Regions from separate parts of the Mus musculus genome. Here all the other regions are linked to region 1. The links are chromatin contacts, called in public Hi-C and HiChIP or PLAC-seq maps. All regions are on one chromosome and are shown on one strand. Each heading gives the region's core, a stretch centred on a gene start, on an enhancer-like site or on the middle of the called end of the contact. The rest is flanking DNA. Distances are from core to core; before and after follow the strand shown. Region 1 holds the start of Xylt1 (xylosyltransferase 1). Region 2 has its middle 5.3 kb from the start of Gm34822. Region 3 overlaps Gm34762 (a long non-coding RNA gene). Region 4 has its middle 69 kb from the start of Gm26054. Region 5 has its middle 60 kb from the start of Gm34762. Region 6 overlaps Xylt1 (xylosyltransferase 1).

Region 1 (4,330 bases), core at 1,268-3,767:
AAAAGCACAAAATGTATTCATATACATATACATTGGAAGCTAAAAAAAATGGAGACATTGGAGGACACTGTCGGGAGGATACACCTAAACCCACAGATAAAAGCAAAATTGCAGACAAGCTCCGCTGCTAGGACTGGGGATCTAAAAACATGGTTTAAAGGGGAAGTGGCACCCCACCCCCGCCCTTCCGATTCCAAACCTGATGTGACTGGGCTAGGACATGAGAGATTACTCCTAGGTGAACACACATGGAGGGGTTGTGCATCACTGCTCAGACCATCGGTGGGGAAAGAAAGAAACCAACTGCTTTTTTCTTTATAATTCTCTCACTGATCTCAACAGGTGGTCTATGTACCCTGAAAGTACCTCCTGAATCCCCTTTGCAAAAGGTACAGTGAGTCCCTCCCATGGTCCCCTCCCCACCCTGCCTGTTTCCACACTGGGCCAGCACTAAGTGCGCCTAGTCCCTCCCACCTCCCAGTAGGTCTCCAATTTTAGGAAGAACATGTAATAGCGTTTTTGTTTTTGTTTTTGTTTTTGTTTTTTGTTTTTTGTTTTTCCAGTTGGAACACATGATCAACTCCAGGAGTTCAAAGGCAGTGAGTGCCTGGGTCCCCTTGGACTTGGGGACATTGAGAATGCTCAGGTTCTCATGCACAAGCATCACTACAGGTGAGGGTAAGACTTCTCCTTGGTAGCTACAGAGCAGCCAAATGCTCTGTCAGATCAAGTCCTGAGACTGCTTTAGCTCACAGACATAAAGAGCTGTGCTCGGGCAACAAGGGTCAAAACAATCCTGAAGAACTTAAGCACATCAGAAAGCACTTCTGACACAGCTGTGTAGCTGTGTCTAGGCAGTCTTCAGCAAGGGCTGCCGGAGTGACAAGCAATAACAAGGACTGTTCCCTTCCTACAGATCCTAGAAACACTCCCCCGGTAGCTACCGTCCTTCAGATGCTGGGCAGTTCTCTGCAGGGAACTGGGATGATGGACAGAGAATCACATGGCATATCACACCAGCCCAAAGACAGACAGACACTCATTCCTACGCAGAGCAGAGACCCTGTACAGTAGTTACGGACTCAGATCTCCTGCCCTCCTAGCTCAGAGAAAGGTGAAACAGATACCCCAAAGAAGTTGGGGATAGAAGAGGAAGACAAGCCGGTGCCCCACCTAGCCAACCAGATGGTACTAATAGAACTGGAAGACAGTTTCAGAGACCTGACTATTCACATCCAAGAAGAGCAAAGCACACTGGGAGGTGTGGTGATAGCGTGGCCAGACAGACAGACAGTAAGTGCAACTGACCACCCATGTCAAGTCAGAGACAGCCAGCTGGAACTAAGGGGCAATACCTGGAGGTGAAGTCAGGGAGGGCAAGAAATGGCAAGGTTAGGGACTGAGGAAGGTGGGGACTGGGGAAGGTGGAGAGAGAAGTAGATTCCCAGAGGGGAAAACAGGACCCAAAGTCAGATCAGGCTTGCAAGACCCAGTGTTGATTTGGGCACCAGGGACATGGTGGAGGACTTAACACACTCATTCTCAGCCCACAGCAAACAGCTCAGACCAAAGAGGCTGCGTGGAGAACTACCCTTGAGCAGCGGCTGAGGATCCGGTCACGATCCGATGCACGTACTCGAGTGGAGAGTGAGGCATCAACGCCCCCACCCAGAGAGCAAGTAGGACGCCCAGAAAGAGTGATAGGAAACAGGACCCCCTAGAAAGCGAGTCTCTTCTGGAGCTCACTTTCCAGACCCCAAGGGGGCGGTCCTCAGACTCCGCACAGAGCAGCGCGGCTCAGTGCACGACCCTGCAGCTGCCCAGGGCAGCCAGGGCAGTCAGAGGCAGCCAGGGCGCAGAGTCCCTTCGGATATCGGGACTTGTGTGGCCAAGACCAATGTGAGGCATGGGTAGGGTCGCCCATCTGTCTCTCTGTCCGCGGGGCTCGAGATCCCCTTCCCAAAGGGCACCTTACCCTCGCCCGGGAGGCTAGTGCCCCGCGGCTGGCAGGCTGCTGTGCGCGGGCTCCTCCGGGGCCGCCTCCCCGTGCTCCTCCTCCGCCGGCTCGGCCTCCAGGTCCTCCGCGGGCTGCGGGCAGATGGGCAGCCAGGTCCCTGCGCTCCCGGCGCGGGGCCGCGGGCTGCTGCTGCTCGGCTGCTCCCGCCGCTGCCCCCGCGCGCCGCTGCTCTCCAGCCCCGGAGTCCAGGCTGCTGAAATTCCACACCACCAGCGTCTGCAGCAGCAGCACCATGAGCGCCGCCAGCAGCGCCGAGTGCGAGCGCCGCGCCAGCCTCCGGGCGCACGGCGCCGCCACCATCTTCCGCGGCGGCCCGGGGCGAGCGGGGTGCCGGGACACCCCGGTGCGCGCTCTATCCCGGGGGCTCCGCGCTCGGGCCCCGCCGACGTCGCCCGGGCTCGCCGCTGCTCCTCCTCCTGCTCCTCTCCTCCACCACCTCCTCCTCCCTTTCCTCCTCTGCCGCCGCCGCCGCCTCCTCCACCGCCGCGGCGCGGAGTTTTCAGACGGGCAGGGACCCGGACGTCACCAGGAGGAGGGGAAGGCGGGAGGCGGGCGCGGGGAGGCCGCGGAGGGGGCGCGGCGCGCGCGCGCGGGGACACGGCTCGGAAGGGAGCTGGCCCCTCGAGATTCCCTTTTCCCTGGGTCAGGGTCCCCAACCCAACCCCCAGGGTTCTAGGGCGGGCGTTAGGGGTACCAGGGCTGGGGAAGGGGCCACTAGGGACGCGGGCCCTGAGCAGAGGGCGGGGCCTGGAGGAGGAGCCGAGGGCAGCGTGGGGAGGAGAAGGTGAGGGAGGGGGTGGAGGCGAAGGAAGCAGACAGACACCCCCCAGAACAGGCGTGGGAACAAGGTACGGGTGCGAAAAGGCCGGTGCAAGGGGTAGAGAGACGGAAAGTGGAGGATAGAAGAGTCAACAGGGCAGCTCAGCTTGCAGAGGTCAGGAAAAGGGAAAGAAGGGTCCTGAGAGTCTGTGTTCCATGTGGCAGAAAACTGGAGGCGGAGTTGCAGGAGGCGCGGAGTTTTCCGTCCCGGCATCTTTGGCTGCACAGAGAGAAAACCTTGGCAGGTGGAGATGGGAGAAAACGTAGGAGTGTCACAGGTCCTGGCTCTTGTGCAGCCTGGGATTCCTGGATCACTGACTGAAACGATGGGGAGGAGGTTCTCAATGACTCGCCGAGGTTAATCAGCACAAGCACTGCGACTTCTGAGTCACCCCCCCCCCCTTCCAGGGCCAACCAAAGATTCAGGGCTCATTGACTCACTTCTCTGGTCCCCAAAGACTCACAATCCAACATCCTCCAAATCCAGTTGGCAAGTGAATGCTTTGGTGGCTAAAGAAGTTTTCCAACCCTCCCTGGCCACAAGCTGAAGTCTCCCTCCCAGCCACAGAGCCTCCCTCCCTTAACGCCCTTCTTACCATCCGCCCTCCTGATGTCTGACTTGCTGTGTGCACTAGATTCAGAGCTGGGTCAGCCCAGCCTTGCTTTATAAGGAGAAGCATTTTCCTGGACTGACTGGTGACCTTGAGCCACCAAGACTGTCCCCCTTGACCTTGTTCTGAGCTCTGTCAGTGAGAGTTTGGAAGGAATAATCTCTCTGAACTCAAACTTCATCCAGCTCTCTCTGACTCAGTCTTATAGACTTCCCCTTTTGATACATAGCATCTATTAATGTCTGCATGTGAATGGGACTGATGTCTACCTATGTCAGTGAGCTGGGGACTTACAGCGAATTCTTGGTCTTTTGTCTCCTGCCCTTTTAAACATCACCCTGGTTTGTAAAGGGAAGCGAGTGGATATGTACAGAATCTATCAGAGAGCAAGGCCAACAGTGGCGAGAAGTGGACCCTTCCATCCACTGCACCAGCATATTAGAGCACTGATGTGTGCCAGATGTGGGATCAGGTACAAGCATCCCAAGGTGACAAAGGGTGCCTCTGATCTACAGTCAGCTAGAAGGCCAGAGAGTCAGGTGTAGGTAGGTATGGAATCTCAGAAGAAAACATGACCATCGTCCCTAGAGAGATTTGCAAAGGAGCCGTGGGTTCATGAGAGTGCTACTGGGATAGCTGTGTCCTCAGCCAACCTGCTACCCTGACAGTCTACAATCTGCTCCAGGGCCCCCTCTAGCTCTGCAGCCAGGGACAGAGGCATTCCCACTTCATCAACAGTGAGACTGTAGAGGAGAGGCAGCTCCCTGGTTCACCAGTCTCCTCTTATCTGCATATCAGTTGGGAATATTTATAGTTTGTGTAATAAAACACCTGGTTTAACAATCTAAAAATAAGCCTTACTGGATTGTAGAACTAGTTATTG
Region 2 (4,330 bases), core at 1,368-3,867, 480 kb before region 1:
AAAAATGCACTGTGATTCTCAGTGTGGTGCACTCACGTGCAAACCTGGTCCTTAATGAGCTATTCTGCCGTTGCTGGTATGAGGGCTTGACTGGTCAGCGGGCCAGGTGGGTGATGAAGCTTTCTTCAGCCAAGGAGAATGGGGTGTGTGTGTGTGTGTGTGTGTGTGTCAGTAAATAGCACAAAGAAAGTTAGTTTGCTCTTTGAGCATCTGATCAGCACAACTTCCTAGGGAGCTTATTCAGCCCCATTTTCTAGGAATCGTGCCTGAGTAATAGGTAGGGGTTGTATCATGGAGACCACATTTTTCTTTTGTGGGAAAAATGCAACCATTTATTGGGCATGGTGGGCATATAGCTGCCATCCTAGCACTTGGAAGGCTGAGGCAGGGGAATTCCCAGTTTGAAGTCAGCTTGGGCTACATAGCAAGTTCAAGGCTAACCTGAGAGAGACTCTCTCAAAACCAGTAAACAAGCAAACAAGCTGCCATGCTGCTGGAGATGCTCTGCAGACCTCTCAGGACCACTCTTTATCTCTGCCTCCCCGCCAGCTCCCACTTCCTTTCCTAAGAACCAGCCATAGTCCAGGCCTTTGAGAGAAACAGAGGCGCAAGCAGCCACTTCTAGCCTACAGCATCTAACTCATTCCTGGGGAGTATGAGGCAACTGATTCTTTCTTGACTGGGTCATGAATGAATGAAGGGAGGAACAAATGAATGAAAGCTGGCATCACATGACTGAATGAAGGGAGGAACAAAGGAATGAAAGCGGACATCACAGAAGCCTGAGTCCTTAGAGGGGAAGTTGTTTTACAGTAGGCGTAAGCATGGTGGTTTTAGCTCCTCCTGTTTGAAACGACTTGTTTGGGAGAACTAGAAAGACAATTTAAGGACTATTAAAGCACGTGAGCAGGAAAAACTAACCGTGCTTATCCCTGGAGGGGTCGGAAGGACTCCGGTAGTTTTTGCTCAGGTTTCATTAGACTTCAAAAGCAGGATGGGGTGTCATCAGGGGATGGTTTTGACTTTTATGGTTTGAGGGAGCTTATTTTTCACATAAAAATATTTGTTAAAAAATACAAATGAACAAATAAGAGTTTTGGAGGTGAATCTGAATGCCAGGCTGGCTCCGGTGGCGTTCGGAACATCGCTCATGTCCCCTGAGCTCGGTATCACATCTGCGAGAGGAGCCGGGGAGAGCTTGCCTCCTGGAGCATCATGGGGATAGAAAGCAGAGTGTCTGGAGTGGAGGGGCCATTTGATAAATGACAGGTTCGGCTGCTGTTATTAGCAGCAATGATAACAGTGACACACGGGAGCATGACAAATCAGGGTGCACAGAGGTCCCTTATATCCCGGACAGTCCTTGAATCTGATTTTATTTATAGCCTGTCTGGTTATGCAGGGGTGGCTTAACATATTGATTCCCTGAAGAGCATATGGCTTAGCTCTGTAACGAAGGCCTTTTTAATAAACTCCTCTTACTGACTATCTGTGCGGAAGGCAGTGGTGTGGTCTCAGCCATGAAGGGATGCCAGGAGCTTGCAGTGCTTGCAGTTTACAAAGCTCTTCCAATGCAGCCATTAGTCCATAGGACAATCTCATTGCATCTGATCATCCCAGTTCCGCAGAGGAGAAAACAAAGAGGCAGGCTGGGGAAATTCTTTATAGCCACATGGCTGGTAAGAGAGTCAAACTCAGGCCTGCTGGATCGGGGTTGAAAATATTTTTATTAGTCCTGATGCATCTCTTATTGCAAGTTATGAGAGGTCAGAGAAAGTAGGGAGAGGGGAAGGTACAGAAGGACAGCGAGGCTTGGAAGAAAGATGGACAGCATTGCTATCTGATAGCTCCTGCCATAACCCAATGGGGCATAGAAGCTGGGGAATGGAGTGCGGTTCCCTCTTGCTGCTACATTGAATGCCAAAGACTCCTGTGAAACATGAAACAGAGTACAGGTTGGGTCAGAGGAAAGGTTGCCATGGATACCTGAGGATGCTAAATAAGGGACTACTAGTTTTCCCTCTTCACCCAGTTCCTTTTGTCTCACACAGTAAAATTATCTTTCCATGTAAAGTGGAGAACATAGTGTGTAGATTGGAGATAGTGCTTCTCAGCTGTCCTTGAAGCAAAGTGTGGGATGTGTCCATGCCTGGGCTGATGGGTATATGTGTCCATGTCTAGTATGTGCAGGAAGTGGTGTGTACAATTCTACAAAAGGAACCAGCATGCCCTTTCAGCTTCCACTTCTGCTGGGACAGCAGCTGCGGTGGTGGCTGATGCAACCACCCTGGTAGTGAAGTACCATGGAGAGGTGGCTGTTCACAGTAGTATAGCCAGAAATTCTGTGGCTATGGAGAAGAACGCACATTCTGTTATCAAGCTTGAAAGATGAGGACATGACATGTTGGGGGGTGGGGAGAGGCGGGCAGGGCATGAAGGAACACAACGCTTATCTGTGGGCTTGGGAGGGTTTACTGGATCTATTGCCTAAGCTGAGGATGAGCCATGGTGGTGATGTGCCAAGTGAGACGTAAGGAGGAGACAGTTGCAGAGGGAGAGTTGGGGTGGTGTGTGGTGTGTGAGAGAGTCAGAGAGGCTCCATGGAGCAGGTGTCTGAGCACACTCAGTCTCACTCAGAGTTAGACACGCTGACAGCAATGCCAAGGCGCTGGAGGGTTGTTGAGTCACCAGCAATGAAATCAGACATGACCCAGATATCCTTCTCTCAAGTGATATGGAGGAGAAGAAGCTGGAGCCAAGGCTGAGAACCTCACTAGCTAGAGGGGGACTTAGGGGAGCATCTACTCCAGCAGGTACACACACACACATACCATACCACACATGGCGAAAGTAAAGAAACCCCCCCCCCCCGACTGAGTCCCTGAGTGAATGTGTGCTATTGATATGGGCATAGCCTTGTCAGGGACTCCAAAGCCTCAGACCTGTGGGAAATTAGCAAAGACTTCCTTGCATCTAAGAGCAAATGTTGATAGTGTGTACAGAAAATGCTCACCACAGCTCACTCCTCCATGATGTTGACAGTCTGAAGACTCCTACAGAGGCTGCTCCCACTGAGATTAGCTGAACCTCTTTCTTGATCTGGCACACACCATAACCTCCCCACTCCTTCTTCATCAGTATGTAATTGCCTTGTTCTGCTGAATGTAGTAACCCCAACTCTCTGTTCAACTCTATGTAATAAAAGTACTGAGCTCATGGGGTGTAGCAGTTTCTCCATCCAAGGACCTTCACCACCTGACTCCAGAGCCCAGCTACTTCTGTGTATCTGTCTGTCTGTCTGTCTGTCTGTCTGTGTGTATTTATCATCTCTTTATTTCTTTGTTTCCCCAGTTAGGTCTGTCCTTGGAGCCATGCAAGGACTGGCAATATATCACACCACGTATACTACATACACAGCATACACACACACACACACACACACACACACACATATAACCACACTCACACCTACCTTTATATATCAAAGATTGATGCAAACACAGAGTGGGCCCTGCAGCTACAGTTGGAGAACAATGTCTTTAGTCTTTGATGGTTGATTTGGGGTCAGAGTGCAGCTTTTAAAGGTATCTTTTCTGGAACACACACATGAGAATGTCAGAGAGAAAGAGAGAGAGAGAGAGAGAGAGAGAGAGAGAGAGAGAGAGAGAGAGAGAGAGAGAGAGAGAGAGAGAGAGAGAGGCCACAGCTCTCCAGTTTCTAAGAGTGTAGGCCTAAGGTTAAACCCTGCATGGCACCTAAGTTCCAAGGGTGGCTTTTGCCCTTGCCTTTTTCACTAGACCTGCCCTTCATCTGTAGCATCCAAGTCTATTTTGTAGGGTGTCCTAGAGGACGGCATTATGGATGGCCATGAGCACCTAAGGAAAGACAGTTTTAATTTTGTATTCTTGCTGAATTTCAAAGTGAAACTTCAGGCAGAGAAACTGGAGCTCTGTCCTCAGACACTCGGATTTAGGGATGGCGAAGTTAGTGAGACCTCTTTCCAAGGGGAAGGAGCTCTTTGCACCCAGATCACTTTCTGGTTGGAGCATGGATTAGTAACTTTCTTGTTGCTGTGACAAAAATACCAGACAAGAAGCAGACTAAGAGAGGAAAGGTGTATATTGGCTCACAGTTCAAGAGTACAGTGCCTCGTGGCAGGGAGTCTTGGCAGCAGGGCCTTAGGGCAGCTGGACACACAGCATCCAGAGTCACCGAGCAGGGAGATGAACTCTGATGTTCTTCCTATGGGATGCTGCCGCACGTGGCCCTTTCCTCCTCAGGTAAACATCTCAGAACACACTTGCTTGGATATACCCCGAGGTGTGCTTTC
Region 3 (4,330 bases), core at 1,070-3,569, 350 kb before region 1:
AATGCAACCTCGAGGTTAAGACAAAGGAATTTGTAGTCAAATCCTGCCTTGCTTGTCACAGCAGACCGGCTTGGGGAATTGTTAAGCAAGCACCAGGGAAAGCAAAGGAGAAGACGCTTCTTCCATTGAAGTAAATGCATTTTGGTGTCCATATTGGGATGATTTCCCCCATTTTGAATGTAAGAGATACAGTTTTAGGTATGAAAGAAACGCCAGTATTCTCAGGCTGGGATGTAGCTCAGTTATGCAATACTTACCTAGCGCGCAAGACGCAAAAGACCCTAGGTCTCTCTGTCTGTCTCTCTCTCTCTCTGACTCTGTCTCTCTGTCTCTGTCTGTCTCTCTCTTCTCTGTCTCTGACTCTGTCTCTCTGTCTATCTGTCTCTCTTTGTCTGTCTCTCTCTTCTTTCTCTGTTCTCTCTCTCTCTCTCTCTCTCTCTCTCTCTCTCACACACACACACACACACACACACACACACACATGACAGCCAGCAATACCATTCTTTGTATTTCTTATTTCACCTTCAACTTAACTTCAAGTCTCCAAACAACTAAGTCGGTTTTAATAAATTTCCACCACCATCAGCTGGTGAGATGGCTCATTGGGTCAATGTTATGGTAAATATTATTTGAGGGTTTCCACTGTACCTTAGATAATTTAGTTCCTGTGATGACTACTCCTTGTCAACTTGGCTACAACTGGGATTAACTACAATCCAGAAATGGAGGGCACATCTGTAATCCAGATCTTGAGGCTGGAAGACACCGGTTTCTGACCTGGATCTTGACATGGAGATCTTGAGGCATAAGGCCATGAAAAACTTAGGCCCAGACAAGGTAGTACACACTTTTAATCTCAGGAGACTGAGGCGATCAGATCTCGTACAGCATTAGAGCTGGGAAGGTATCAATCCTCTATGCTATTTGTCTACTTCCTTGTGAATAACCCCAAGCTATCACTTTTGTTCTCTACCTGGGCTTCTCCTACTCCAACTGGCTGGCCATGAGCTCATGATCCACTTACCCCATGGCAACTTCTACCTTCTTCTCCTCTCCCTCATCTTCTCTGCATGAGACCCCAAGCTCAGGAACCTGGGCAGTCCACCCCCTCTGTTCTGCTGCTGGATGTAGGCATCTTTATTAACCAATTAGGGATAACTTGGGGGAGGGGGTGGGGGTGCAGGGGCAAGATTTACACAACAACAGATGGCATGCATGAGGATTTCCTCATCTTGGAGCAAGCATCTTAGGGTATAGAATTTAGCATTTGAATACATAGCAGCACCAGACCAATCCATTACAGTCAAGGTGCTTGCCTTTGAGCTGACCACCTGAATTGGATGTCCGGAACCCACATGGTGGAGGTGGACGGAGAGAGTAAATTTCTCCATGTCTTCTGGCATGTGACATTCTTCTGACATTCACATGTGTGCTGTGACACACACAGGCACACGCACTAATAAATGGAAGAAGTTAAATCTCCATCAACAATGAGCTTTCGTAGTCCCACAATAGCTTAGCATTTATTAGTTGAATGTTACAATGGGACTTTTTATTGTAAAACACAGGGACAGGAAGCAGGCAAATCTTCCTTTGTCCTGAGCTCAGCACTCGGGGCCCTTCAGTGAAATGAAACTTGCTCTGTAAACGTGAGCCTCTTCTTTCACAGGGGTGCCTTAGAGCCTGTCCTGGGATCGAATGTTCATGAATTATCAGAAAAACCGGAGTTTCTCCTTTTCAGAATATCCCCACATCGTCAGATCCCTGGTGATTCCTGCTTCTTTCTTCTTGTTCCCCCTCCTGAGCCTGGTTGGTAAACACAATCCATCCCTCTCTTACTCAGAAGCCTGCTCCAGGCAAAAAACAACAACAACAAAAAAATCTACAAGATCTCTTTGGGCTGAAAAAAAATCCAAACACGGCTAAGAAAACAGATTAATAATTCAAAAAGTTATCTGCCACAGGTAGAAAAAAAAATCAAACCATTAATTTCCCTCTCTGCTTTTTCTTGCAGCACTGAATCTACAGGGCTTAGGTTGTGTGGTAATTGGGCCGACTCTGAGAGCTGCCTTCCATTTTTTTAATTGGGTCGTTAGTGCTTCTCCAACCATCTTATCTCATGGGTTTCCACCCTACTTTTTAATAGTTGGGATGGATTTTTTTTCTCCCCCTCTTAGATCTTAATTTTGCAAATAAGGATCGAGAAGTGGCGTTAAGATCAGCCTCATTATCGCATCGCAGTTTGGTTTGGCAGAGTACTCCTCTCTTCATCTCTATTAGCAGAGCCTCTGATTTTTAAGCTCATTTGCATAATTCCTAGCATCCAGGATTTATTCAGGGGGCCTTTTGAAGAAGGCAAAAAGGTCTCCTTTATACCAAAGTGCTCTTCATTAGGAGGTGCCTTGAAACAGCAGCAGACAATGCAGGGTCTGCTTAGCCACCTCCTGACTAGCTGGCCAACTTTCTAGCCTTAGTTTCCCTATATGTAAAGATGAGGGAGGGGGCTGCTGCCAGATGCCAAGATGAAACCATCCAGGAGAAAACTCAGCCTGTATGTATGTTTGGATGCTGTAATCATGTCTCTGTTAGGTAAGAATGACTGACATGTAGAATATTGGAGTGAGCATGGATCAAAAAAGAGCCCGAGGAGTTTGCAGACAGTCATCTGAGAACCTGGACCAGACCAACAAACCCACATCAGCAGTACTCCAAGGCCTGGCTCACAGCCCTGTCCTGCCATTCACCCCATTCCCTGGGGGCTACCCGCCCTCCTGGCTTCTAACTCCGCAGCTTAATTTTACCTATTTTTAACTTTCTATAAATGGAGTCAGACAGGATGCCCTATATTTGTCTAATTTCTTTTGCTTAATATTTTAGCATAAGTTGCTCTCTATTTTAATAGTGAGAATTCCTTTTCCTTTACTACACTGTACATATCCATTTGGCAGAGATGCTACAATTTGTTTTTCTTGTCCACTTTGGTGGACGTTTGTATTTTTTCTGGCTTCCCACTATGAGGAAGAGCAGAGGCATATAATCCACTCTAAGCCATGCTCTTTGGAGATTGTGGTGGTTTGAATGGGTATGGCCCCCATAGACTCATGTGTTTGAATGCTTGGCCCATTGAGAATGGCACTATTAGGAGGTGTGGCCTTTTTGGAGTAGGTGTGGCTTTGTTGGAGGAAGTATGTCACTGTGGGGATGGGCTTTGAGGTCTCCTAGGCTCAAGCTCCTCCCAGTGTGGAGTCCAATCTCCTCCTTGCTGCCTATGGATCAAGGCATAGAACTCTCAGCTTCTCCACCAGTACCATGTCTGCCTGGACACCGCCATGCTTCCCACCATGATGATAATGGATTAAACCTCTGAAACTGTAAGCCAGCCCAAGTTAAACATTTTCCCATATAAGAACTGCATTGGTCATGTTTCTTCACAGCAATGAGATGAAACTAAGAGATTTACAGATGTGCACATTCATAGGGGTGTGTTCTGCATTCCATTGCTGGTCAGTCAGAAGAGCTAGAGTAAGCACCATCACGGGGTGCTCCCACGTGGCTGTAACAAGTTACCTTCTTGTCAGCCATGAACATGAACCTCAATTATTTAACATTCTGACTCCTGCTCATAATGTACAGTCATATCACCTCATATTTGCCCAATGAAGACCTGACACTGCATTGCTTCAGCTCTTTACCTTGAAGTAGTTTCAGACTTATAGACAAGTGTTAAGCCCAGTACAAGCTTGAAAAATCTCATCCATATTCACCAATTATTTTACATTTGATTTATACATACACCTGTTGCTTTCTTAAAACATGTGCATTTCAGATATCATATCCCATTTACCATGAAAACAAGCATGGCAGAATAACCAAAATCATAAAATCCAACATTTGTGAAACACGGTTACATAATCTATGATCATTCTTTCAAAATCCCAGATATTCCTATAATGTCTCTGAGTATTATTTTTCCAGGCTCAGGATTCAGTCCAAGACTCAGTCCTTGCTGGCTCACACTTAGCCTCCACTGTAGCCTTTGGTTTGGAATGTTACCTTTACAATGTTTTTCTGTCTTTCAAGATAGTAACATGTTTTGCTGAAGGTTAGAATGTGTGGCTGGCTTTAGTAGAAAATGCCTGTGATAGCAGCACTCAGTAGGCAGAGGCAGGAGGATTGTGAATCACAGATCAGCCAAGCCTCATAGTGAGTTTCAGACTGGCCAGAGCTTAACAGGGTGATCCAAACAAACAAGAAGCAACACAAAGTCTGTACATTTATGTCTTCTGGTGACATATATCATCATGGTTTTGCTGGAATATTGCCTGGATGC
Region 4 (4,330 bases), core at 1,078-3,577, 360 kb after region 1:
AAAAAAGACAACATAACCAAGAGGGTTAGTCCATGAGCATCACAGTCAGAAACATGGCACTGAAGCAATAGCTGAGAGCTTTACATCTTGTTCCACAAGCAGCAACAGAGGGGGGGGAGGGAGAGGGGGAGGGGGAGGGGGAGAGGGGGAGGGGGAGGGAGAGAGGGGGAGGGGGAGAGGGAGAGGGAAGAGGGAGGGGGAGAGGGAGAGGGAGAGGGAGAGGGAGAGGGAGAGGGAGAGGGAGAGGGAGAGGGAGAGGGAGAGGGAGAGGGAGAGGGAGAGGGAGAGGGAGAGGGAGAGGGAGAGGGAGAGGGAGAGGGAGTCTGGGCCCCACAAGGGCTCTGTAAACCTCAAAGTAAGCTTTTCCTGGTGACATACCTCCTCCAACAGGGCTACACCTACTAATTCTTTTCAGACATTTAATCAACTAAGGCATACATATTTATATGAACCTATGGGGCCATTTTTATTCAAACTACTGCATTCCCACTAAGCCATATTTCCAGCATTATATATATATATATCACATCACATATCTACTGGTGTATGTGTGTATGTGTGTAACAGAAGGAAGAATGAGGGAAATAGAGATGCTAATGGAAAAATGAAAGGAGGAGGAAGGATTAAGGAGAGTGTGTGGGAGAATCATGGCTATGATTATGATGCACAAGATGTATTTGACAGAAATTGTCCTTATGAAATGCAACACAAGGTGCATTGAATATAGACATCCATGAAAATAAAACAATGAAGTATATTGTACACTCTAGTTTATCTCTTTGAGTGAATAAACAAAACTTTCATGTTTGCATATGAAGAGTCAAATACATCATATACACTATATTTATAAAAATATATGAAAGTTTGACCCTAACTGAAAATAGGTAATGTAAAATTAGATGCCTGACTTACTATGTGACTAATCTATATACTTCTTTCTAGGATGATAATTTTGAATTTGAATGCTCAGTGGAGCTTTTAAAATATTTTCCTACAATGTTCAGTTTAGGATCCCCAGGTATGATACCATGCCTAGAGCACCTTTATAAACCTTTATGGATAGTTTCAACAAAGAAGCCTGACAAAGAGCTATTGTCTCCAGAAACATTTGAAAATATAAGTCATCTGTTCCTATTAAATAGCAAGCCCTCACTTCTGAAAACACTTCTTAAACCCCTTGATTCTTACAAGCATGATGGGCAAGATCAGAGTGGGTGAAAGGACTATGATGTTGGATGGCTAAATAATTCTCTATGAGGTATTTGGCCCTTCCACACAAGCCGGGCATCTCAGTGAGCAATCTCCTCATTGCAAATGCACAAGGCAAACTTTCCAAGCCAAAAGAATCAGAATAAAAGTTGCAAGCTGACTTGATATTCATTCAGAGGTCTGGGGGATGGCTCATTGGTCCCCACAGTAGCATCTGTTAGGCCTGGTTGCCTTAAACCCTTAGACTTGCCTTTTATACTTCTTGAGGGAACCTCTTCTAAAAGAGCAAAATGGTGCCAGCAGCCCTTCAAATAGAATAATCAAGATGTATGGAAGCACCGTTAGGACTGCATGCTCTACCATATCACTGGAGTAAAGAGCATAATTCTGGAAGGAAGCTGCTGACGGAAATGGTACGGCAACAGCAACCAATCTGTGTCCACCTTTTCTATTTGACAATTGGGAGACTACAAGAGGGTTTTCAGATACCACTATTTTTAATTTTAACTTGAACTTGCATATCTTTGACTCATCTACAGCAGACAAAAAAACAAAATAAATAAATAAATAAATACCAATCCATGTGGTGGATTGATAATATGTCAATACAATCACACAAGTAATTTTCATAGTGTAACTGGGACAGAGCTGGGTCTGAAAAACGAATTTCACACTTCCATATCTAGACAGACAACTCAAACATAGACCCCAGGCAACCTAGATGTGTTCTAGACTGAATACCAAACCATATTAGTTGGCTCTCTTGGGCAAGACTGCATCCTTCTAGAGACCTCTGTTTCCTCAGCTCTGAAACTGATGGAATAAACATTTGTGTCTCAGGATACTTTGGAGGATACAGTGAGGTCATTGCAGCTCAGCAGATCATCCTGTTTTTCTGCGGAAGATTGCTTTGTAAATGTTTTAGGCTTTGCAGACCACATGGGGTCTCTGTTGCATATTCTCAGTTTTTATAACCCTTTAAAACTGCCACAAAAATGAAACAATAAAACTAATATCATGAACTCACAGACCATACAAGAATCGAGGCTCGGGCTGTAGTTTTCCATGGCTGATCAAGACCCTGTGCTCCAATAATGCAGGAATTCGTCATGTGTCACATATTCAGCACCAGGGACAGCACCAACTGTATGGCTATTTGCTCAGTAAATACCTGAATGAATAGCTTATGTAAAAGCTGGTTCAAAAGCTTCCATATAAAAATAATGGTGTATTTATTTACTATTAGTGCTGTTGTTGCTTACATAGCTCTGAAACTGTGAACCAATATGAGATAATATGAAGGTTTGCATTCAGGGAGATCGAAGACATTATCTAACCTATCTGGTAAAAGGTTAGGAGGTAGCTCTTCAATAAAGTGATTAGCACATAAGCACAAGGACAAGAATTCGGATCCCCAGAACTCATCTATAAAAAACAAAGTGGGAGCATATGTCTAGCATCCCAGCATTGTAGAGGCAGAGTAGAGAGATCCTTGGAGCTTTCTGGACAGCTAGCTTTTGCCAAACCAGTAAGAGACCCAATCTCAAAAAAAAAAAAAAAAAAAAAATCAGGTGGAGAGTGACTTAGGAAGACACCTGACTTTAACTTCTGCCTTCCATATACACTTACACACATGCCCCTGTGCATATTTGTAAACACAAACATTCACATATGCACAACACATATATGAATGCACATACATGCACATGCACTGCACATACCTATACACATAAACACATTCACATGTGTACAACACACACATACACATGCATACTCTCAAATTTGGTGGATGCATGGATAAGTGTGGTCTTAAATAGCTAGGAAAGCTTTAACTGAGTTCAGGGACGCACTGGAAAGATGGAGAATGTTTGGAGAAACAGAAATGAAGGTGATAATTACCAGGATCCCCCAAGAGAAATGAAGATGGAGTTGTACATGTGCCTCTGTTTTACGAGTTCACTGGGACAAGGTTCTGGTTGCAAGAGACGCTGCTTCTTTCTGATTCCTTGGGGTTGTGGAACTCGATGCTGAGAACAGGACACTGGCACATTTCCTTCAGGAAAGTCGATTCCTTACCATTTTGCATTTCCATGGCAATCCATGGTGACAAATTTGGACTTGAGCAACTAGTGAATGCACACACCACTCATGCCTCGCCCAGACACAAAAGGAGGCAGGTTGGGCAGGCCATGCCAGCTCCGCAACAAGAGTGCAACCATAGAAGCTGCTTCTGCAGAGTGTGTGGCTAAGCCTGGAGCACGTCAGGATCTGAGCACTACAGCTCTGTTGGGGAGGATTGAGGAGGCGCATGAGCGGGAATGAAATAGCAGACGTGGCAAACTCATGCCTGTGGTGGCACAGTAAATCTAGTTTGTGTGTCACATGAGGGATTTAGAACATTCTCGTTTTTCCCCACTATGTCTACTGCCCAGCACACACTCAGCAGCAACGGCCACGTTGGCATTGGGGCTTAGAGTTAAGGACAATCAGATCTGTATCTGAAATAAATGTGACTTGATTTCTACCTACAAATTGTGAATGGTAACATCCTACCTGTGTATCTTTATCATAGTGATCCCTCCTCTTTCTTACCAGATGAGGACCAGTTTCGATGATAGAGTCATACAGCCAAGACACTGGAGTTGCGCCTTTCTGTCTTGACTGAACTGTGAGCTTTACCTTTACAATGAATTATAAATGTCTGTCTTCAGCTCATTTCACAGGAACAGATTTTATATGGCCAGAGAATTTGAGTCTCTGAGCAAAGATTTGATACTCAGGCAAGAAAAATAGGTTCAAAGTTCTTTTTTCTTTGGCTAGGGAACGCTGATTATCATCCATCAAAGAAGCAGTTTCTCAGACCTTGCTTGGTACTGGTCCTGGATGATATCAGCACTAAGCCCATCATCGGGCTGTTGGTGCCACCGAATCCAAGGCTCACAACTCAGGCTGCATACAATTGTATTTGTGTGTGTGGAAGAACAGGCTGCATACACAAGTGTGACAAAGTCACAGGCATGGGCCACAGAGGCAAACCAACAAACCATATCCATTCCCTCACTGAAATACTCAGCTGTCTATTAAACATAACCTCCTCTAGCTTTACTATGCTAGGTAGGGT
Region 5 (4,330 bases), core at 648-3,147, 320 kb before region 1:
TACAGTTCAGAGGTTAATCAACAGGCTGATAATGCCATGAAGCATCTGAGATGCCCATGGTAGAAGTGACAGAGAGAGAACAAGTCTTATTTATTTTGTAGAACATGACTCTAGTGGCCATCATAACACCCCAGTGAAGAGAGGCTCAACATTGGTTTCTTGGCCAAGAGCTGGGACCTGTTTCATGAGGGAACCAAAAGTTTTCTTTCCAATGAGCTTCCTCGGTTGGTCTTGATCTACTTACCCACTGTCTGTCTGTGTCTGTCTGTCTGTCTGTCTGTCTGTCTGTCTGTCTGTCTCTCTCTCTCTCTCTCTCTCTCTCTCTCTCTCTCTCTCACACACACACACACACACACACACAGAGAGAGAGAGAGAGAGAGAGAGAGAGAGAGAGAGAGAGAGAGAGAGAGATTCCTATTGAGCTGTGTTGCTTGCACATACCCATAGACACTGCAGAGGACCTGGCTTCCAGTCCATGTGTGAAGAAGCTATGCTATAGTTTGTAGAATGGACCCTGGGCATGGGACTGTGAAGTCAGGGGCTCTGTGCCTTTGGGGATTCTGGAAAATGTGCATTCCTTGTGTCCCTCAACTGGGGTAGATTACTCTGTAGCAAGCAGATTCCATTTCATTGATAGGTAGAGCCTAATTCACATACTTCTGTCTCTGGGCAAAGGCTGATGGGAAAGAGTTTCAAGCTTCTGATATAATATGAGGGTGTGTGTGTGTGTGTGTGTGTGTGTGTGTGTGTGTGTGTGTGATCCCAACTAATGAGCTCCCAACTCAAGGAACAAAGACATGAAAATGAATTCCAAATGCTCACTAGCCCTCTGAAGAGACAGTTTTGAGATCAAGTCCAACACATCTAGAAATCAAATCCAATCTTTCTTCCTTTTCTCACCTTCAGCCGTTGGATGCTGGAGCTCTGAATTGTGAGGCTCTCACGCTTGTACAGCCAGCACTTTGCCTATGGAGCCATTTGTCTGGCCCCCAAGCTGATGGTTCACTTCTTACTCTTCCCCAGGCCTTCAGAAAGAGTTCAGTTTGTTATTTACAAGGGACCTCATTTGTTAGCAATGAAAAATGTGTTTTCCCCTTTCCTAGAGAGGAGTCTTTGGTGTCTCCAAAGCTCATGACAAGAAGCAAAGGTTTTAAAAACTATGAAGGTATGTGAGTAGAACAGTCCAGTTAATACCCTGAGTACAGTCAGTGCACCCAGGAGTCCAAATTGAAAATAGACTGGTTGGACCTCAGTGAGGCAGCTACCTAGATTTTAGGCTTGTGGCAACATGGAATTTCCTTTTCCGGAAGTGTTGAGGCATTTGGCTGGGTCCACCAGACTGGCAGAATAAGGATGGCATTGTTGGGTGTGGAGATAGAGAAACATATCCGACAGACTGCACATGCCCTGTTAGCTATGCTTGAATACTTCCAGTATGCCACATCAGCTTGTGGGGGAAGAAGTGTGAGGCCGAACATTCCAACACACGCAAGTGTGTACGTGTCTGATGGAGGAGGTACTGACTCTGAGTTTGCGAACATAGCTGCCTTTTATCCCTAATCTAGTCCAAACAACTTTAGCAATTGTTAGAGACACTGAAACTGCTAGAGGGAAGTTGGGGAGTACTCGAGTATTTTCTCTGACTCTTAGTTAAACATTGGCAACTTTTCTGAGCCTGTAAATATTATTGGGGTCCAGCCATTTCTCTTTGTACTCTATGAAAATTAACTCAGTCCACAGGGGCTGCAATCACTGCCAAAACCCCCAAGTGTGGGTTCTTCCTCCACACTGACAAAAATAACAGTTAATTAGGCTGCAACACCCAAAGGAAAGTGAACTCACACCACCAATCACAGAGAGGCATGCAAAGTGTTGCCATGGCAACTGGCATTTACAGCTCTTCCATTTTAATGTATCAAGGGCTGAGGATAATTTCCCAGTGAGAATACAGGAGGGTGGGGTACCCCCTTCCTTCTTTCTGCCAGTCTGTAACCAGCACAGGACATCCATTCTTGTGGCAACAGGTTTAAAGGAAAGAAGAGACGCCCACAAAAGAAGCAAACACCTGGCACGGATGCTCACAGGCCTTGGAAGTCTCAGGGAGGACAGCACACATTCTTAGACTCAGCACGGCAGCACTGTTGGCACATAGGAGCTGTAAGCCATGGCTTCGCTTGCAGGTGAACTTTGTTTTCATGGAAATCCTCCCTGCCTTCTTGGCTTTTACTGCACACTCTGTTCTCAGCCCCTAATAGTCATCATCTTATTCACTCTTCATGACTAAGTGGGAAGTGATTGTTATTCTCCATTTATAAATGAAGGTTAGGAGAGGTGAGATACCTTAACCATATAGTCTGGGGCAGAGCCTAGATTCTCCATGTCAGTTTCCACATCCCTTGTACTGTCTATCTTCTCTGTATATCAACTCATACGCTTTGTAAATAGGGGTAGATATACTTGCTACCATTACTATCAGTTAGCCATGGCTGCGTAACAAATGGCACAATATCCCAATGGCAGGTAAAGCACACCCTCGGACAGATTGGAGCTCTATTCTTATATGTTCATTCCCAGCCTCAGGAAGAAACATCTAGCCAAAGGAAGCTGTTCCCCTGGTGATGGATGAGTCATCATAGAAGCTAACCAATCACAAAAGTCTGTTTCAAGCCCTCCTGGGTCACATCTAATTTCCTATTGGACAAAGCAAGTCAAGTGGTCAAATTCAAGAAGCAGAGACGCATGCTCCAAATTTTGTAGCTGTGGTTTCAAACTTTTATGGCAAGAATATGGAGACAAAGAGAGATGAAGAGCAGCATGAATATGCATGAGCAGGTATCTCTGTTGTAGGATATAGAATCCTTGGGTATATGCCCAAGAGAGGTGTAGCTCTTTTATGTGGTAGATTTATTTTTGGCTCCTTTGACACTCCTCCATGCTGATGTCCACAGTGGCTGCACCAGTTGGCACTCCCACCTGCAATGAGTAAGTGTTCCCCTCCCCCACATTCACATGAGCATTTATTTTTAAAAGAAATTTATTTTTTTATTTTTTTGTATTTTAGCCATTTTGACTGTGGTCAGATGAAATCTCAAAGCAGTTTTAATTTACATTTTCCTGATGGCTAAAGGGTTTTTTTTTTTCCTTTTTTTCTTTTTTATTAGATATTTTCTTTATTTACATTTCAAATGTTATCCCCTTTCCTAGTTTCCACTCCAAAAATCCCCTATCCTCTCTCCCCTCCCGCTGCTCCCCAACCCACCCATTCCTGCTTCCTGGGCCTGGCATTTGAGAATGTTCTTTAGACATCTTCATTTTATCTTTTGAGAACTCTCTGTTTAGTTTCATGCCCCATTTTTTAACTGGGTCATTTACTTTCTTTTAGTTCTTTATGTAATTTTTAGTTCTTTATGTAATCTAGATACTAACCCCTTGTTAGAGGTATAGCTGGTAGAGATGTTTCCCATTTTAATGTGCCCTCGACTGAACTGATGCAACCTGTGGCCCTAGAGAGAACCTCCTATGTCTATCTGTTAGAGATATGCATTAAACCAACTCTTAATGACTTCCCATCATACCCATAGATCAATTAAGCGCTCAATCGTCATCAGAGATGCATCTATTTGAAGTAGATGGTGATTAACATAGATACTCACAATTGATAAAGGTGCAGAGAATAAGAAACTACAGAATGCTCAGACTTAAGTGAAACATCTAGACCACATTTCTTCCTCCAAAAGCTCACAGATCATTGCAGAAGAGAGACCGGAACAGTGTAAGATCCAGAGGCAGTAGATGATTATGTGGAAATAATGTTTTCCGGGGCACAGCCCACAAGTTGTATGAAATATTGACTCATAGCAGTTGAACGGTATGCGCAAGACCTGTGCAAGCTCAAGCCAGACAAAATTCCACTGAGGATTTTGCACCAGGGCTACATCAGTGAAGCAAATACCCACCTTTGAAGAGTTCCCTGGGTAATGTAACTCTCTCTGATAGACACTGGGAAGGCAGAGAGAAATTCAAATATACCTCTACATGTTTCTTATGAGAGCCTGTCTCAGAAAGGAGCACACATCACAGTTACCTGGGGAAGCTTGTTAAAATGCAGGTGCTCAGATGACAAACCATAGTCTTTAGTTCATTGGTCTTGAGTGGAGCCTAGGAATCTACCTCTGGGACCAGCTCTTGTGCATGTTTCTCAAACAATCTGATCCTCACCCTTCTCTTTGAGTCCTTGCTCATACTACGTGAGACATAGGATAACAAGATTATGGTGAGCAGATTCTTGCAGAGCAGCCTTTTTTCTCAGTCCTAGGGAGGCTGAGGCATA
Region 6 (4,330 bases), core at 929-3,428, 280 kb before region 1:
ATACGTGGTGTGTGACTTCTGACTTGTGCCCCAGTTTTCTCTGATGGCCCCTCTCATCTTACCAGTGAGTCCTCACCCGCCATGCTGTGCCCCCTGTGTAACTCTGAGGTTGATGCAGTGACTCCTAATGCTCTGCCTATGGTGCTGAAGCTAAGTTCTCCACTACAACAAACCAACCAAACACGCCTATTGGGTTGGTTTTTCTCCTGTTCATTTTCTAGGTGAGGAAACAGATGCTATAGTCAGTTCGATCCCAAGTGACTCCAAAGCCATGCTGTCCACCATGATGCTCTATGCAGATTCAATAATCAGCTCACAGCTAAAGTGGAGTTGCTATCTTTCCATCTTGGTACCAGCATTCTGAAACCTTGTTGTCCCCATATGGCAAATGTAGGCACTCAACCTGGCTCCAGTTAGTTAGATCTACAGGAGGCTGGCTACAAGTTCACATAGTTTGAAATCAAATCAAGGGACACACAAGAGGACGGTTGAGTTTCCTTGGGGCTAAAGGGAGGAACGTGCATATTGTAAGCATTTGGGGGTGTAGGAGACAAGCAAGGTGTATCCTATTTGAAAAGGATCTGATTCTTGGTCAAATGAAATTTCAACAAGTCAGGTTTTGACCATAGGCACGATACTGGAAGGCAGGGTTGGTAGCACCAACACTATGTGCAGGAGAAAAGGGCCTTCTGTCTTTGCTGCATGTCCTAATTGCTCTATGAGTCTCTTTGTGCTTCTACCCTGCAGAGGTAGGAGGAGGTGATTGAGAGATTCCCAGGCTGACAAACGGTGGGGCAATTCAAAGCAAGAGGAACAGCTAACAGACATTGAAATATTGGGAGCAAAATACTGTGGCTGATACAGAAAAAAAAAAAAGCCATAGCACTTTATGAGAAAAGAGGTTAATGTGGGAAACAGCACCACGGCATCAGCTCGGATGCTTGCCTCCATAATTAAATTTTCCTCAATTCCACCTCATCAGACTTCTTAGATTACCAGGGACGCATCAATAGTAAATTACTCAAGATGAATCATTTCACAAATTGCATTACTCCCACCTCAGTGTTCCTTGTCTCATTAACAAATACAATTACTGCCAACAGGGGACCTGCTTCCCTAGAGTACTTCTGACCCAAGGTCTTTCTGGGGATGCTGGGAGCAGCTCCCACCTTCTTGGAAATCACAGGAGAAAATATTGGAGAGATCACGACCACCAGCAGGATCCTGCACTCCTTTTGTGGGGTGGGTGGATTTAGAGCATCCTTTGTCCTGTCCCAGAGCTGTACCTGACACAGGGAGGATGTGTGGCTCCAGTCCCTCTTCTTCACACTTGCCTTTTAGGTCTTTAAGGATGTGAAAAGATGCTCGTGAAGGGACACTTGAAGATACTAAGTAGGTGGGCTGTGTCTTGGCTAATTCTGGAGCAGAGGCCCAGACTTTAAGAAGACACCAGGTGTCTAGGTATTTGCTTGTTCAGCACAAAGACTCAGCAGAAGCTGCCAGGATTCAAGCCAAGACCTTTTTTTCCAGGACTGTAGGCACCCATCCCACATCTGTGTCTTCCTGGGATGTGTTATCAGTATGGCACTTGGTATCTGCCAAGTGGGAATGCTTCCCACTTAGCAGGACTGTCATGTGTATCTAGCTCCTGGGCTTGTGTTGTGTAACATGCAGACGGACAGTCCAGATACTCTCTGTAACTCAGGGCAGTTCCTGGGGAAAACTGTGCATGCTGGTCAGGTCTACGTAGCTTTTATCGTCATCATCTCTTAAGCAACGTACCACAGCTGTGTGTATGCATTCATATTGTATTAGGCATCATGAGCCATTTAGAAATGATTTACAGTGAAAGGGAGAATGGCATATGCAAATGCCATGCTCTTAAGGAACTAATACACCTGCAGTTTTTATAATCAAGAAAGACCCTGGAACCAATTCTCCATAGGCACCAAGGGGTGGTTGTACTAGGAAACTCAGGAATCCTGTTTCTATGAGTCTGTCTGGGAGTGGGAACATACAGTTTTATTTTCCAGAATCTTCCTTTTAGCACTTTCTGCCACAAAGCCATCATCAAACAACAGAAGGTACTGTGTCCAGAAAGGAACAGCCTGTGGTTTGAATGGTGGAATTTCTCTAGCTGGCAGCTTCCATGCACCGACTTAGAAGGCTACAAAAGCCTGCTTGGTACAGAATGTACCACAGCATCCAAAGTCTGGCTCTGTGCTTAGGACACAGGCTTGTGCTTATGGTTTAACACCGTCAAAGGTGTTAGAAAGAAGTGCTCAGGCAGGCTGGCCGAAGTGGTAAGCCCCGAAGGGCAAGAATTTAGCCAAAAGAGATGTTATTGACAAATGGAAGTCTATGAAAAAATAGAAACCCAAGTGTAAATCTGGAATAAAAACAAGGTAGCCATTAGGGGCTCGGTCTCTGTCTCTCTGGACTCTGTGCTCACAGGAAGCAAAGGCCAGCAGCCTCCTTCGTTCTCTTAGCTTCCTGCTCCCATGTGGATCCCGAAATAGTTAAGATATTGTTGACTTTTTCCTGGTTTTGAACCTTAAATGAAGTAATCCTAAGCATGGCTTATTCTGTGATCAGTTTTCCTCATCCAGCGTGTTTTCCAGTTGCATGGCACTGATCTTGATTGCTGTCTCTAGGACACAGGACGCGACTGTGCACACCGACCACACACTGTGCTTTTGAGTGGGCAACTTGTAGCTTGTTTGTGGTTTTGTGTGCTATGAACAATTCTGCTACAATTCCTGCCTCTGTCTCTTCCACAGGCCTACTCCTGAATGTGGGATTTCTGTGGTAGGTGTGTGTATGCACTATGAGGAGAAGGGCGTCACCTGTCCCACAAACGCAGCCTATATACTGAGCCCTCAGGAGCCTTGGATAGATGTCCATGCATCTCTGACCTGCCCTGTGGCACTGACTGACCATCACAGGCACACATTTATTTCCCATTCTGGAACCTCTTTTTGCTTGTAATTTTCATTATTGCCTCTCATTATTAATGAGGGTGAGGTTTTTTGTTGTTACTTTTGCTTTAAATTATACATATGTGGGAAATTCATTTTTTCCTCTTTATTTTGTTCTCATTTTTTCTTCCTTATTTCTCTCTCTGTTATAGCTGCCAATGGCACTCATCGTCTTCAGGGGCTAAATGGTTTTGATTTCTGAGACAGCATTTCTGAGTCAGTCTCTGTCCTGACTGTTGGAGTCTGCCACTAAAGCCCAAAGCAGACATAGGTACTGTGTCCACAAGTGCCCATGGCCATGTTCCCTGTAAGATTTTTTTTAAAAATAAAGACCAGAAATGCCCATAGTTAACTGGGGCTCATAGTTTGCCAAACTCTTATTTATGGGATTATTTTTTAGTATATTTTGGGGAGCAAACATCTTCCACCAGTGTACGGTTTGTCCTTTTTACTTAGGGTATCACATATTCTATGAGCAGAATTGCATCAGTAATTATCATTTTCCAAACAGCCAAGAAGCCATGTTAAAACTCAGTGTGTGTCTAGGATTAGTACCCAGCTTGTCTTAAATATGAACAGAGCCTTGTGGCAGTCCAGTGGGCCAGCAGCTGATAAACACCCACACAGATGGCACTGCCTCTGTGTACAAGGAGGAAATGAGCCAGCTCTATAGGGTAAACAAGTAGGGAAAAAACCCAATTGGGGAAGCTTTGCTCTCTGCAAGGCAGCCTCATGTGTCATGTTGGGCATGGGGTCCCAGGGCTCCATGGGATGGACCCTCTCCTCCTCAGGGACCCTGAGAGCACTCACCTGGTTTGATGGGCTGCTTGTTGGAAAAGGTCAAAGGTGCCACAAGGAATTTGGTCTCTGCCACTGGCACCCAGTGATGGAGAATCTTCACTGTCCAGACCCCAGGCCTCAGAGGCAGATTCAAAGGGGGCTTGTAGTGTGTGAATTCCGCAGTGGACTCAATCAGGATATCATAGGTGGCTGCAATGACGTTGACAGGATCCACCCAAATAACAGTCACGGTCACATTGGGCCCCTTTCCCCATTTCTGCATCCCCACCGGCTCATCCATGGGCCCCAAAAGACCACCAAAGTTCCGGAACAGCCTCTCCTTGGCATCCCAGTCAGTGCCAACCTGAAACAAGAGAATAAATCTTCAGAACAGAGTCTTAGGAAAGTCTAGGATCTTGCTTGGGTGGTTGTGCATACCCATTTCTCCCATGAGGAGGCTGAGGCTCCAAGTCACCTAGGACTCACGTTACACAGATGGTAAACAGAAGACATGGAACTCTTGACCAGATTGCGACTCCCACTCAAAAGTTTCCACTAAACCAGCATCCCCC

What was found. Hi-C and Micro-C count contacts between places; a contact is called where the count stands out from the background. HiChIP or PLAC-seq counts read pairs in DNA pulled down with a chosen protein or histone mark.
Region 2: a contact with region 1 is called in a Hi-C map of cerebral cortex, with 3 times the contacts expected there. The contact joins the enhancer-like site here to the promoter of Xylt1 in region 1. A contact is called at or near these places in 7 of 39 promoter capture datasets (the 3T3-L1 cell line, embryonic stem cells, liver and 3 more), 1 of 484 Hi-C or Micro-C datasets (cerebral cortex), 14 of 115 datasets of contacts at active chromatin or transcription factors (SST interneurons, differentiating embryonic stem cells, embryonic basal ganglia and 9 more) and 1 of 9 other capture datasets (embryonic stem cells).
Region 3: a contact with region 1 is called in an H3K4me3 HiChIP or PLAC-seq map of embryonic forebrain, with 5 times the contacts expected there. The contact joins the enhancer-like site here to the promoter of Xylt1 in region 1. A contact is called at or near these places in 3 of 39 promoter capture datasets (cranial neural crest, hippocampal neurons and second pharyngeal arch cranial neural crest), 3 of 484 Hi-C or Micro-C datasets (adipose-derived mesenchymal stem cells, cerebellar granule neurons and embryonic fibroblasts) and 9 of 115 datasets of contacts at active chromatin or transcription factors (PVALB interneurons, SST interneurons, astrocytes and 6 more).
Region 4: an H3K4me3 HiChIP or PLAC-seq map of craniofacial prominence shows a contact between it and region 1, with 5 times the contacts expected there. The contact joins the enhancer-like site here to the promoter of Xylt1 in region 1. A contact is called at or near these places in 2 of 39 promoter capture datasets (hippocampal neurons and liver), 2 of 484 Hi-C or Micro-C datasets (cortical neurons and nephron progenitors), 1 of 115 datasets of contacts at active chromatin or transcription factors (craniofacial prominence) and 1 of 9 other capture datasets (pancreatic islet).
Region 5: a Hi-C map of cortical neurons shows a contact between it and region 1, with 2.9 times the contacts expected there. The contact joins the enhancer-like site here to the promoter of Xylt1 in region 1. A contact is called at or near these places in 4 of 39 promoter capture datasets (frontonasal cranial neural crest, hippocampal neurons, pre-B cells and 1 more), 1 of 15 datasets of contacts at CTCF or cohesin (large pre-B cells), 22 of 484 Hi-C or Micro-C datasets (astrocytes, bone marrow-derived macrophages, cardiomyocytes and 13 more), 14 of 115 datasets of contacts at active chromatin or transcription factors (the 230-238 cell line, acute myeloid leukemia, bone marrow-derived macrophages and 9 more) and 2 of 9 other capture datasets (embryonic stem cells and macrophages).
Region 6: a Hi-C map of cerebral cortex shows a contact between it and region 1, with 4 times the contacts expected there. The contact joins the enhancer-like site here to the promoter of Xylt1 in region 1. A contact is called at or near these places in 2 of 39 promoter capture datasets (hippocampal neurons and liver), 3 of 484 Hi-C or Micro-C datasets (bone marrow-derived DN2 thymocytes, bone marrow-derived macrophages and cerebral cortex), 9 of 115 datasets of contacts at active chromatin or transcription factors (acute myeloid leukemia, embryonic basal ganglia, embryonic forebrain and 6 more) and 1 of 9 other capture datasets (macrophages).

Annotation. Positions count from the first base shown.
Region 1 is chr7:117,379,166-117,383,495 of GRCm38.p6, reverse strand. It overlaps Xylt1 (xylosyltransferase 1), which reads right to left and starts at 2,517. Exons shown (of 12, transcript NM_175645.3): 1 at 1,976-2,517. The coding sequence starts at 2,317.
Region 2 is chr7:117,854,433-117,858,762 of GRCm38.p6, reverse strand. No RefSeq gene overlaps it. Among named protein-coding and RNA genes, the nearest start is that of Gm34822, 5.3 kb to the right of the region's middle. Within about 2 kb of position 2,617, at least 12 of the 459 cell types and tissues checked have an H3K27ac peak or open chromatin away from gene starts, as enhancers often do. A contact at or near this core is called in cerebral cortex, where this site is marked.
Region 3 is chr7:117,733,555-117,737,884 of GRCm38.p6, reverse strand. The region is part of intron 2 of Gm34762 (a long non-coding RNA gene); the gene reads left to right. Among named protein-coding and RNA genes, the nearest start is that of Gm34762, 23 kb to the left of the region's middle. Within about 2 kb of position 2,319, at least 6 of the 459 cell types and tissues checked have an H3K27ac peak or open chromatin away from gene starts, as enhancers often do. A contact at or near this core is called in embryonic forebrain, where this site is marked.
Region 4 is chr7:117,019,923-117,024,252 of GRCm38.p6, reverse strand. No RefSeq gene overlaps it. Among named protein-coding and RNA genes, the nearest start is that of Gm26054, 69 kb to the right of the region's middle. Within about 2 kb of position 2,327, at least 3 of the 459 cell types and tissues checked have an H3K27ac peak or open chromatin away from gene starts, as enhancers often do. A contact at or near this core is called in craniofacial prominence, where this site is marked.
Region 5 is chr7:117,697,353-117,701,682 of GRCm38.p6, reverse strand. No RefSeq gene overlaps it. Among named protein-coding and RNA genes, the nearest start is that of Gm34762, 60 kb to the left of the region's middle. Within about 2 kb of position 1,897, at least 40 of the 459 cell types and tissues checked have an H3K27ac peak or open chromatin away from gene starts, as enhancers often do. A contact at or near this core is called in acute myeloid leukemia, cortical neurons, forebrain and 2 more, where this site is marked.
Region 6 is chr7:117,656,204-117,660,533 of GRCm38.p6, reverse strand. Xylt1 (xylosyltransferase 1) reads right to left here. Exons shown (of 12, transcript NM_175645.3): 11 at 3,789-4,122. Among named protein-coding and RNA genes, the nearest start is that of Gm34762, 100 kb to the left of the region's middle. Within about 2 kb of position 2,178, at least 9 of the 459 cell types and tissues checked have an H3K27ac peak or open chromatin away from gene starts, as enhancers often do. A contact at or near this core is called in cerebral cortex, where this site is marked.